2 separate regions of the Rattus norvegicus genome follow, and region 1 is linked to region 2. The links are chromatin contacts, called in public Hi-C maps. All regions are on one chromosome and are shown on one strand. The core of a region is the stretch at or near the end of the contact, and the rest is flanking DNA. Distances in the headings are between cores, read along the strand shown. Region 1 overlaps Rbfox2 (RNA binding fox-1 homolog 2). Region 2 overlaps Rbfox2 (RNA binding fox-1 homolog 2).

Region 1 (5,576 bases), core at 1,980-4,479, 40 kb after region 2:
TTGACACAGAGTGTTTAATGCATGGTTCAAATACTTACTCTTTTCTGGGCTGTTACTCACCCAAAACAGATCTCTTTCTCCTCTCCTATCCCTACCCCGGTATTTAACTTTCTAAGCATTGTACCCTATTACCATTACTTGTGTGCTGACCCACTGGCCTATGGGTCTTCCATGGAGCAGGAACTCCATAACCAGGTAAGTGCCTAGTTCCAGTTCTTCCTATGTGCAGATCCTAGGGACCAGAAGTCCTCTTCTAGACTCCATGGGCCGGCCTGCCTCCCTCCCTCCCCCCCCTCCCTCTCTCCCTTCCTCCCTCCCTCCCCTTCTCAATCTCTCCAGGGGTATTTTTTTTAAGACATAAGAATTACAATCTTGTGCATATAAACATTTGCTATTTTGAAAAATATCCGAAGTGATACTGAATATGGACTAGAACAAAACTCGGCAGAGGTAAACAGGCGACTACAGAAAGGAAGAAGTGTCTTAGACTAAAGGCTTCTAACTCAGAAAGACCCCTGATAGCAGCTATTTCAAAGGGGTAGTTGGCAAATCATTTTTCCCTTTGTAAGTTTTATTTTGGGGGCTGGATAGATAGCTCAGAGGTTTAAAAGCATTTCTTGGTTGCCAGAGGACCCAAGTTTGGTAGCTACCATCTACACTGAGTAGCTCACAACCATTTATTTTATGTAGGTGAGTAGTACACTGTCACTGTCATCAGACACACCAGAAGGGAGGGCATCAGATCCCATTCCATATTTTTTTCAATTCCCATGTGGGTGCTGGGATTTGAACTCAGGACCTCTGGAAGCCCAGTCAGTGCTCTTAACTGCTGAGCCATCTCTCACCCTCACAATTGTTTATAACACCAGAGCTAGGATCTGGCTCCTGCATAACATCAGACACAATTACACATATATAAACAGAAAGCAACAAAACAAACAAACCAAAAACAAACAAACAACCCCCAAAAACAAAAACAAACCCCCTCCAACCCTTGATGGTTGTAAGCCACCATGTCCAGCCCCCACAACCCTTTGTTTTTATTAAAAATGGCCATGCAGGCATGCTCAGAGACTTGGGGTGAGCAGCAGCTCTGTCCCTCAGGTTCAGGGGAAGTGGTCCTCTTTTAGCATCTCTTAAGAGGCAGAGGTCCTAGACAGGAGGTGCAGATGCTCGGGATGCTCCTAGCCTTAGGCAGCCCAACAAGGTACAGTGCACCCCACACCTGAGGCCCTGGAAGAAGGAAGGGACAAGTGAGTTTGTTCCATGCAAACTGAACAAATAATAGGCAAATGGGCCACAAAACAGTGCTATGCCAGCCTCTGATGGAGGAGGGGAGGAGGGAGGGAAGGAGGGAGGATACATATACACAACGATAGTAAAACTTTAAAAAATAATTAAGGAGTTGGATAAGTCATTTAGCAGGTAAGAGTACCTGTAGCTCTTCTAAAGGATCTGGGTTTGATTCACAACACCCACATACATAGCTGTTCACATCCATCTGTAAGTCTAGTTCCAGGGGATCTAATGCCCCTCTCTGGTCCTTGTGGGTACTGTACAATGGTAGACAGACATACATGCAGGCAAAACATTCCATTTCTCCACACACATAAAAATATAGCTGGAGGGCTGGAGAGATGGCTCAGTGGTTAAGAGCACTGACTGCTCTTCCTAGAGGTCCTGAGTTCAATTCCCAGCAACCACATGGTGGCTCACAACCATCTGTAATGAGATCTGATGCCTTCTTTTGTTGTGGCTAAATAGCTACAGTGTACCTTTAATAAACAAACAAACAAACAGATAAATAAATAAATAAATCTTAAAAAAAATACAGCTGATGTGGTGGAACATGCCTTTAGTCCCAGCATTCAGGAAGCAGAGGCCAGCAGATCTTTACGGGTTTCAGGCCAGCTTGGTCTACATAAGGAGATTCAGGACAGTCAAGGATACATAATAAGACCCAGTCTCAAAACAAAACAAAAACACCAACAGACAATAACATCAACAATAAAATAAAATAAGAGTATAATTAAATCCCCCAAACATGTTGACCTGGTTCTTTGGAGAGAAGCAATCGTTTGTTTACCTTTCATGCCAAAGAAAGAGGGTGGCACAGTAGGTTGGAGAAGTGCTTGGAAAGGCCTGGGCAGTGCCAAACAGTTAGCCACCCATGCCCACAGAGCCTCTGGCTGCTTCCCACCTTGGTTTTACGGTAAATGCCCTGTCTTTACTAAAGCAGCTTCATGTCTGCTGCCAGGTTTTGGCCTCCTCCTTTTTAACCTATCTTTTTCCCCCCTCTGCGTTAATTTTTCTAGAGCTCTGTTTAGCCCTTGTTATCAGTTCTGCACTTCTCTGCATTCTTCTGCCAACGGATACTTTTTCATACTTCTGTATTACTCGTGGGTCTTACATCAGATGGGAGACAATGGAAAGCATCCTAACCCAGTAGCCAGCCTTGCATTATTCAAGACAACTTTAAGCAAGCTTTCAAATCTAGACTATGTAATGAGAAAAACTGGCTCCCTAAAAACAAATCGGGGTTTCAAAGGAAAAGAATAGTGTTTGCTACAATTCCAGAGACAGCCCTTGTACTTAAGCTTCAAGAAATTAGGCAAATGGGACAGGGAGATGGCTAGTGGGGAAAAGCACTTGCTGTGCAAATGAGTTCAGATCACTTTACAGAATCTGTGTAAACTCCAGACCCAGTGATGTGTGTCTATGACCTCAGTGTTTCTACAAGTCACACGGGAGGTAGATGGGGTTGGGGGTCCTCTGGAAGCCTGTGAGGGCTAGCCTGGGAGAGATGCACAGCTCAGTGGCAAACAACAGGAGAGACATTGCCTCACACACGGGAGGTGAGTAGTGAGGCTGCCTTCTGTCCTCCACACAAACATGCACACTCATGTGCTGTGAACACATACATACCCTTAACGTAAATATACATTCTAAAGATGAAATCAGACACAGTGAGTGTGTGGGAAGCAAAGCACCTCAGAGGAGCAGAGTCCAGTGCATGCTATGCTTTGCAGTCCTAATGCCCCAAAAAATGCACCAGCAGTTATTCTAAAGACTGACAGACATAGAAGGTTGGCAAGTGTTTAACCACTCTCAGAAAACAAGAGAAAATCAAGTATTTACTCATTAGAAAGTCTCCTCCTCAATGAATGTAATAGTGGCCCAGACAAGAATGGAGACCAAAGAGGAAAATTATTTCTGTTGCCTCATTGATCTAACAAATGGATCAATAAGGCATGTCACGGACTCTGATCCTTCAGTCAGGAACAGCCAGGAAATATAAACCAGTGATTGCAAGATTTAATCCTTGTTCACAAGAAGACAAGAAGAAACCACCAGCAGGCCGCTTCCCCTCATCAGGGTAGCCTGTGTCCAAGGAAAGGAAGACATGTGGATCAGAAAGAAGGTACACTGGAAACCAGCCTTGGATTCAATGCATCTAAGATGTGAAACACACCCAGATTTTTCTCTACATTTTCTGTGACAATCAACTAAATGCTCAATTTTAAAAGGTGATAGTGGTATGGACACTGTTCCTTCTCCTTACCTGAATTTCATCATCCATATCAAAACTATACAGTTATTACTCAAAAATTAAAATTCAGGTTGGAGATGTAGGTCGTTGGGTGGAATACTGGCCCAGCAAAGTGCAAGGCTCTGGGCTTGAATCACCCTATGTATATAAATTATTTTTTAGCATAGAATGACTGGCAGGGCTGGAGGAGAGGTGGCTCAGTGGTTTAGAGTTTTAGTGCCCTTTCCAGAGGACTGTGGTTCAGTCCCAGCACTCACAGTGCTTTGTAACCATCTGTGACTCTAGTTCTAGAGTTTCACCAGGCACTGTACACACAATACTCATGCGTGCAGATAGAACAGTCACACACATACACAAGCATAACACACACAGTTAACTTACTTGCTTCTCTCTTTCAGAAGAAAGGAGCAAGAATGCCTCCCTGAAACTTGGACCACTACAGGTCAGCCATGTGTTAGGCAGCGGGACACAAACAAGGGAACAAAAGTTCTGGCTTCAGTTCTGCCTTTAACATGTGCCTGAGCAACCCACAGCTTCTCTGGAATGTACTCTGATTTTTAAATGAACTTCACTTGGGATTTAACAGTCTGTAGTTCTGAGATAAGGGGTCTTACTCGGAGAGAGAGAGAAAAAAAATCAAGTTTCTAGAAAACGAAGAAATGTGTTTGGTATATTATCATGTAAACGTAAGCATTTTCTTCTGTAAGAGAGTCAGCAAAATATTATTAAACAGTTTATTTGTTCCCCAGCTCAAATAGCTACAAGCTATTGCAGAGAGCCAATCAAGTCAGTCCGCCACACCTGCAGGCACATCTATTCCCAATATGTAGAAAAAGATGAGCCAGCTAAAGATGCAGAGACTTTCCCTTATCATTATTCCCCAAAGACTCAAGGACAGCAACCATTCACAGCACTTATGCTGCTTCAGGGATTATAACCCAGGTATAACCAGGGCATGCATAGGTTTTACACAAACATCTCACAGGGGTGGAATGGAACCAACTCTTTGGAGGCAGTTAGGTGGTTGAGCATTTTTAGTCTTTCTAGCACATTGTACAGTGCTCTCCACATGAATTACTACACCCTCAGACTCTTAAACCACTGTGCTGATACAAAATGTCAAGAAATAGTTAAACCAATAACATCTCCATTTATCACAGAAGAACTTAAGGCTTTCAAAAAAGTAACACATTTCTCAAAGTATTGGATAAAATGGTTTAAAGACATTTAGTAAGGCAAGAAAAAACTCCTGCTAAGTAAGCTAAATATCAGAGCCTAGATTATTGTTTTGAGAAAGGTCTCACATAGCCTAAGCTAGTCTCCAGTTCTCCATATACACCAGGGATGACACTGAGTTACTGACTCTCCTGCCTCCATTTCCCGTGCTAAGATTACAGGTATGTATACCATATTTTATGTACACTGGGGACCAAATTCAGGATGTCATACACACTAAGCAAGCACTCTACTGACTGAGTCACAGCCCAGCCCATGATCTACATTCCAAATGTTATACTTGACATAATGGACTCTTGACATAATGGAGGGCACCATGGTGAAAGGAGGAGGGTAGCAAGACATTGGAGGGATAAATCTAGGTTTAAACCTAGACTCTGGGAACTTGGATAAGTCATGCAATCCCTCAATGCCTCAAGACCTTCATCTGTAAAATGGAAAAAGGGATCCTGCCCATCAATGTACATGTAAGCACCAAGATCAGGTGTACACAAAACAATAACATCAAAAAACAAAACAAAACAGGCAGTTGAGAAATTAGTCACTATCACTGTGATTTAAGACCACACAGTCCAAAACACAAGCCAGTCACTGAGCTAGAAGCTTAAAAATCCTGTGTTCTCTTCCCCATAATAGGGGACACTGACATTAATAGGAATCTAGGAAAGGGGAACCCAAGTCTTCTTTACTAAAGATGAAGTTAGAGCAATAAACACCCCTGGATAACTGCTGTGCTTGCGTCTTAGGAATTCTCTCTCAAGGCTCCTTGAAATTGTTGTTCAACTGATTT
Region 2 (5,796 bases), core at 1,539-4,038:
CCTGTTGTTTCTGCCACTGTATGGCATATTTTAGGCTGGCCAGCCCAAACTTTTGCCTAAGGTTCTTGGATTACAGATGTGGACCACCACACATAGCTTTTCACATAGGTTCCAGTTTCTGAACTCAGGATCTCAGGCTTGCATGGCTGGTGTTTTTTTCCTGAGGAACCACCTTTCCAGCCCATCATTGAAAATCCCACTCTCACAAATGTTTATTAAACTCACTGTATAACTTGTCCTCACGGAATAAAAAGCTACACCCTAAAGCCCCAGGGCCATTGCTGACAGGTCTTAGGGAAAGCAAGGAATCTAGAATTATAAAAGAGACTGGAGGTTTTCCTTCCCACTAATCCAGATCACACTCACAGGAGGGGGAATCAGTAGGAAAACACTCCTGGGTCTTCAGGGCTACATGGGAAATTCCCATGTTACAAGGAGCTACAGAGACTGAGGATGCTCATGGGCTACCTATCTGCTTTAGCAGGTAGCTTCTTAAAGTGGCATGTACTGTGTAGAAGACCAAAGTTAATGAGATCAAAACAGCTTTGTAAGTTAAACACTTAGCTTAATTTTAAGGGAAAAAAATGAATCTGTAAAGATAAAACATTTTTCTAAGAGGTCAAATGTGAATTGAGCTGATAGTCCTAGAAAGTCATGAAAATTTCCTATATCTACATAAGAACAAAGGTTCCCCCAAGGTAGCTTGTAACTCCTCACCATTTGCATATGGTGTGACCATCTTCTTGTTGGTCATGACCCGTGCGGTAGCATTATTCACCTAAAAATAATGAGCAGACAAGAGGGGCAGGAGAGACACATTAGGGACATTACTGAGCATCCAGTAACAGTACATCATTTAAAAAGTAAATTTCTGATAGCATTTAGATAATTAACATAGCATTATAAAATAGTCATAGAATTTTAATGTAAGCGTTTTATTAAATGAGGCTAACAAGAGTAAAATGTAGTTTCTTGGTCTCCAAATAGAAAACTGTGGCTGTTCTACCTGTCAGCACTGCAGAGAAACCGTGCAGTTACAAGTTCTCTGGACACCTTAAGATGTCTCTTTACTGAGGATGCTTTGGAAAAAAAGGAAATAGGGAACAAATATATCTACAAAAGAACGTTGAAGCTTGTTAATAAAACAGAGGCTTGCCACCTGAGCCATGATGCTGATGTCATATCCTGTCCTGATGTTCTCTATCTTTTCTTAACTACTTGGGATTAGAAAATAAATAGAGGGACTAAAGATTCCTGTGGTGGCAGTCTGTGGGTCATCCTCAATTTTCTAGATCACGTGGATCACTCATTTAAGATGAAGCTTCAGAGGGCCTTTGGCACAAGTGCTCGGCAGTGAAGAGTGATTGCTTAGCTCTCCTGTCCTGTGGTCCTCTATCCCATGACAAAGCATGTATGAGGCTTCTCCACGCCAAGGTGGGGAAAGGAGAGGAGCGGCAGAAGTTAGGACACTGTGGGTGGTCTCGGGACCACCTTCAGAGCCTCATCATAAACTTAACTGCAGCTTGCCTTGAGCTTGGAGCTTATGAAATATAAATATGTCTCATCTGTTTTTTAAAAACAAGTCTCATTAGGAAGCTCAGGCTGAGTCTGGAATTTGCTATGTAACCAGGCTGGCCTCAAATCTGTGATCCTCCTATCTCAGCCTCCTGAATGCTTAGATTATAGGCTTGTGCCACCAAGATCAGCTTACTTTGCCTCTAAGAATATACATTGTACTAGATTTATGTTAAGGAGACCAATTTGCAGTAAAACTGGAATTTAAAAACATTTATGACCTTCTCTCTCTTCCTTCATGAAGACAGCTTGAAACTTCATTTACTCTAGTTTGACCACCAGATAATGTAAACATTTCACATTTACAAAGAAAGAATGGGAGACAACAACGATGAGATTGAGAGCATGCAGTTAACACACACAAAGAAAAGAAAGAAACAATTCGGAAAGAAGAGGGAGAGTGAGCAGCAAGGTCGGAATGGAGCAAGGGCTTGAACCAGCTGCTACAGCAGAAAGCCACCAAGCAATTCAAAGGAAAACCAGCCAGAACCAAGCAGACACTACCAGTCAGCAAGAGACACCCACAGCTCCAGACAGAGAGGGACAGGGAGGAAGAAAGGAAGGGGCTGAAATGGGAAGCCAGGGAAACTGAACAGCGTGGTAGGGGAGAACAGGAAAGAACAGGAGGGGTGTTGACAGGAAAGAGCTGCACAGGGGTTTAGGAAAGGGGGCAGAGTGCATTAATAAAACCAGCCAAACTGGAGTTCAGTAACTCTGAGTAAGATGCGCAAGGGGAAAAAAAATCACCATGAAGTCAGTAACCAAACAGCTCAGACTGCTACAAGACAGGATGTACATCCAAAGTCCAGGCGACATCACCCCACAGCAGTGAAAATAAAAGGGGCAGGAAGGGAGAGAAGCAAGTCAAACCACATCTGGTAGTGTTAATGTGAGATGGCAGATGGACTTTTTCTCTCTTAATTGTTTTGTGATTACATTTTTAAAAGCTTCTTCGCTAGCACTTTCAGTTCACTTACCGCCAACGGGCACCATCGCCAGCACTGTGTATAGTTACCATGGAAAGAGTGAGGCAAGTGAAGGGCCCTAAATGCTAAACCATTGGAAAGGGGAAAAAAGCAAAATATGCAGACATCTTACTCAAATGGTGGCTTTTATATTTAATACTTTAAAAAACTGGGAAAGGGGAGAGGAGCCAGTTAACCTTCAATCTGTTCGTCACTCTATGCTGGTGAGCCCAAGGGCTGATTTTGCAATCACCACATCTGTCCATCAATGCCACCAGCTGCCCTTGAACCCTCTCTTGAGACTGCATTTGTCAACTTTGGAGGCAAGGCTTGAAATTCTCGGTATTAAGATTTAAAACTACCAGAATTTTAGATTCTGCCCCCCCCCCCCCCATAATCATCTATCCACACGTACCAAACGTACTTGGAGGGGAACTGGCCTCCAAGACACAATGCTAGAGCTAGATAGGTTTTAGACATTTTTGAAGTTAGTTTTGCTTAGGCCTCATTATAGGAATTCAGAGTCTTGCAAACTGAAGCAAAGGAAAAAAACTCAAGAGAGCAGAAGGATGAACATTTTGGAAGAGGGAAAAAAAGTAAGTGGAAAACAGGTAAGCATACATCCCCGCCCTCCAAATTAACCCTTGAACAACCAAGAGCAGGGGAGAAGCCGACAGATTGTTACTTTATAGTGTAGTGCAAGGAGGTGAAGACAGACAGACAGGAGTGCACACACGGACAGGAGTGCACATACAGACAGAGTACACACACAGACAGGAGTGCACACATGGACAGGACAGGGGTCCAAAGGTGAAGTGAGGCAGTACACAAAGAGAAAGAAAAATATAAATGAGAAATTGAATTATTGAAGACATGCACCTCGATTTTACGGCCCTCTACCACGGTGCCGTGCAATTTCTCCCTGGCCCTGTCTGCATCAGCACTATTCTCGAAAGTTACGAACCCGAATCCCTGCATGCAGCGGGAGAAGGGGGAAAACATGCACATCGTTATATTGAAATACTCATCTTTTGGTAAACAGAAAACATCACAGTATGAAGTGACGTCAGCACAACTAACACCAGCAATTTCTTCCAAAGGCACATTTTTGATCCATGCATATTTTGTAAAGGGAAATTTAAACCCAATAAAAGGATAAAGAACTGCAATAATAACAGTAACTTAATTAACTGCAGTAACAATACGATAAAATATGAAGTATGTGAGGCCAGACCAAGATTAAGGTAGGAAGCTACTCGGGTCAAACTATTCAACCAAAAATCTGAACATACAAAACAAACCAAACCCAGGAAGCTGTTATTACTGTGTGCACACGTATGCACTGGTGCAGTGGAGGGCAGGGCAGAGGTAGACGGCGCAGTGCCTTCACTGACTGCTCCAATGAGCCAGCTCTCTACGTATGTCTCTTTTCTTAATGTGAGTGCGGAGGGTCAAACTCGGGTCCTCACACTTGCAAGGGACACACACATTTTACAAACCAAGCCATCTTTCTAGATCCCGCTCTTCTCTCAGCTGACTCTCTGACCTGAAGCCTATACTTCTCTACTAACTGCTGTGTAAAAACTCACACTCAAGGTTACCGGCTCCATAACGAGATGTGAAGGAGTTCGTTCAGTCCTGCTTTACCTGTGTCTTACACCACGGACTTTTGGGAGTAGAGTAACTGAAGACAGTAGTAAGGTCTAGTTCTGTGGGTAACAGCGGTGTAAGCAAGCCTAAATATCACTGGAAATGGACAACTGGGACTTTTCTTCACCAACAATTTTAAATGATCAGATTGGCACTTTATGGAAAAACTCTCCCACTTTATGTGTATGGCTGAATTTCAGAAAAATACCTATACATCTGTTGATGTCTATCTCTGCTGTTAAAGGCAAATTAGAGATTCTTCCCCATGAGGAAAAGCAGGAATCAGGCATCAGGAGTGAGGAATGATAGTAACAGTGGTGGTCCGCTGTTGACAGGAAGACACCATGAAGGAGGTAATGCGGCAGCTGCCGTGTGGGTCAGGATTAGTACAACGTGCCCTGTATTGGATATAAAGAGAGCACACAAACAAGGCCAGGGGCTAACCTACCCTCTGCTCATCTCCAGAGGCAGCTCACCACAGGGACTACCTCATCAAGTGCCCACCACCTTCACCACAGGTACACTGGCACTGCCCACTTCCCACAGCTGTAACTTTAGTCATTTCTCTAGCAGTTTACACCTGCAGAGGGGAACCTCTCAGGATTGTCTGAGGAGTCACTGAAGCCTAACAACACAGGCATGCCTCCATATATAAAACCCCATCTTAAACAGATTTTACAGAGCCAGAAATGGTGGTGTACTCCTTTAATCGCAGCTCTGGGGAGACCGAGACAGGCAGATCTCTGAGTTTGAGGTCAGCATGGTTATAGAGTGACTTCCAGGACAGCCAGGACTATACAGAGAAGCCCTGTCTCAACCAACCAAAAACCAAATCAAATCAAGCCAACCAACAAAAACAAAACAAATGACAATGACAAAAAAACAAACAAACTTTTATAAAATCAAGGCTATGATGATCCCTCCACAGTCTAACTGGTCACGTGGGTAGGCTGTGTCTGAAAGATTCTAATGAATTATCTCTGCTCACGCCAGCGTACCACACCTGTACAAGTACCCCAGGAGGGTATGCTCTGTTGACAGGACAAATGAATGTTTACTGTAGTGGATGCTAGGATAACTGTTTTTAACACTCTCCTACAGAATGTATACACTGGTTGGAAATAGTAATAGCAAAGTATTTTCAGAAACAAATTTAATAATAGCATGTTGACAGCAACTTTGACGGCCTCGAGGTACTGAAGGCAAGTTATGAAGGATGCCAGTGTCTTTCTTTTCTCTGAAGATAAACAGACTCTGAGGACAAGAAGCCAATTCTTCTACACAAGAATCTACCAACTGGCAGGCAAGGTAGGCCGGTTTAAAGAAGGTCAGGTAGAGTGAGGGTTGAGTTTGGGAGAGCCTTACTTTTAATTGTGTATCTGTGTGGACATTAGGTGCGGTGGCTGAGAAAGCCAGAGGCCATCGGGTCCCCCTGGAGCTGGGCTTACAGGAAGCTGTGAGTTGTTTGACTTGAGTTCTGGGAACCAAACTTAGGGCTCTGTGCAAAAGTAACATACAGAGCCCTAAGTAACCTATAACCTGCTGACCCACATCTCCAGCTCTACATCCCAAGTGTTTATATCAACCTGAGAAGAATTATAAACTA

Evidence for each region. Hi-C and Micro-C count contacts between places; a contact is called where the count stands out from the background.
Region 1: a Hi-C map of liver shows a contact between it and region 2, with 1.5 times the contacts expected there. The contact joins two enhancer-like sites. A contact is called at or near these places in 6 of 12 Hi-C or Micro-C datasets (the A7r5 cell line, the Rat2 cell line, Schwann cells and 2 more).

Annotation. Positions count from the first base shown.
Region 1 is chr7:110,753,827-110,759,402 of GRCr8, forward strand. The region is part of intron 2 of Rbfox2 (RNA binding fox-1 homolog 2); the gene reads right to left. Among named protein-coding and RNA genes, the nearest start is that of Mb, 110 kb to the left of the region's middle. Within about 2 kb of position 3,230, at least 2 of the 93 cell types and tissues checked have an H3K27ac peak or open chromatin away from gene starts, as enhancers often do. A contact at or near this core is called in liver, where this site is marked.
Region 2 is chr7:110,714,568-110,720,363 of GRCr8, forward strand. It overlaps Rbfox2 (RNA binding fox-1 homolog 2), which reads right to left. Exons shown (of 14, transcript NM_001414967.1): 6 at 3,420-3,512; 7 at 718-778. Among named protein-coding and RNA genes, the nearest start is that of Mb, 70 kb to the left of the region's middle. Within about 2 kb of position 2,789, at least 1 of the 93 cell types and tissues checked has an H3K27ac peak or open chromatin away from gene starts, as enhancers often do. A contact at or near this core is called in liver, where this site is marked.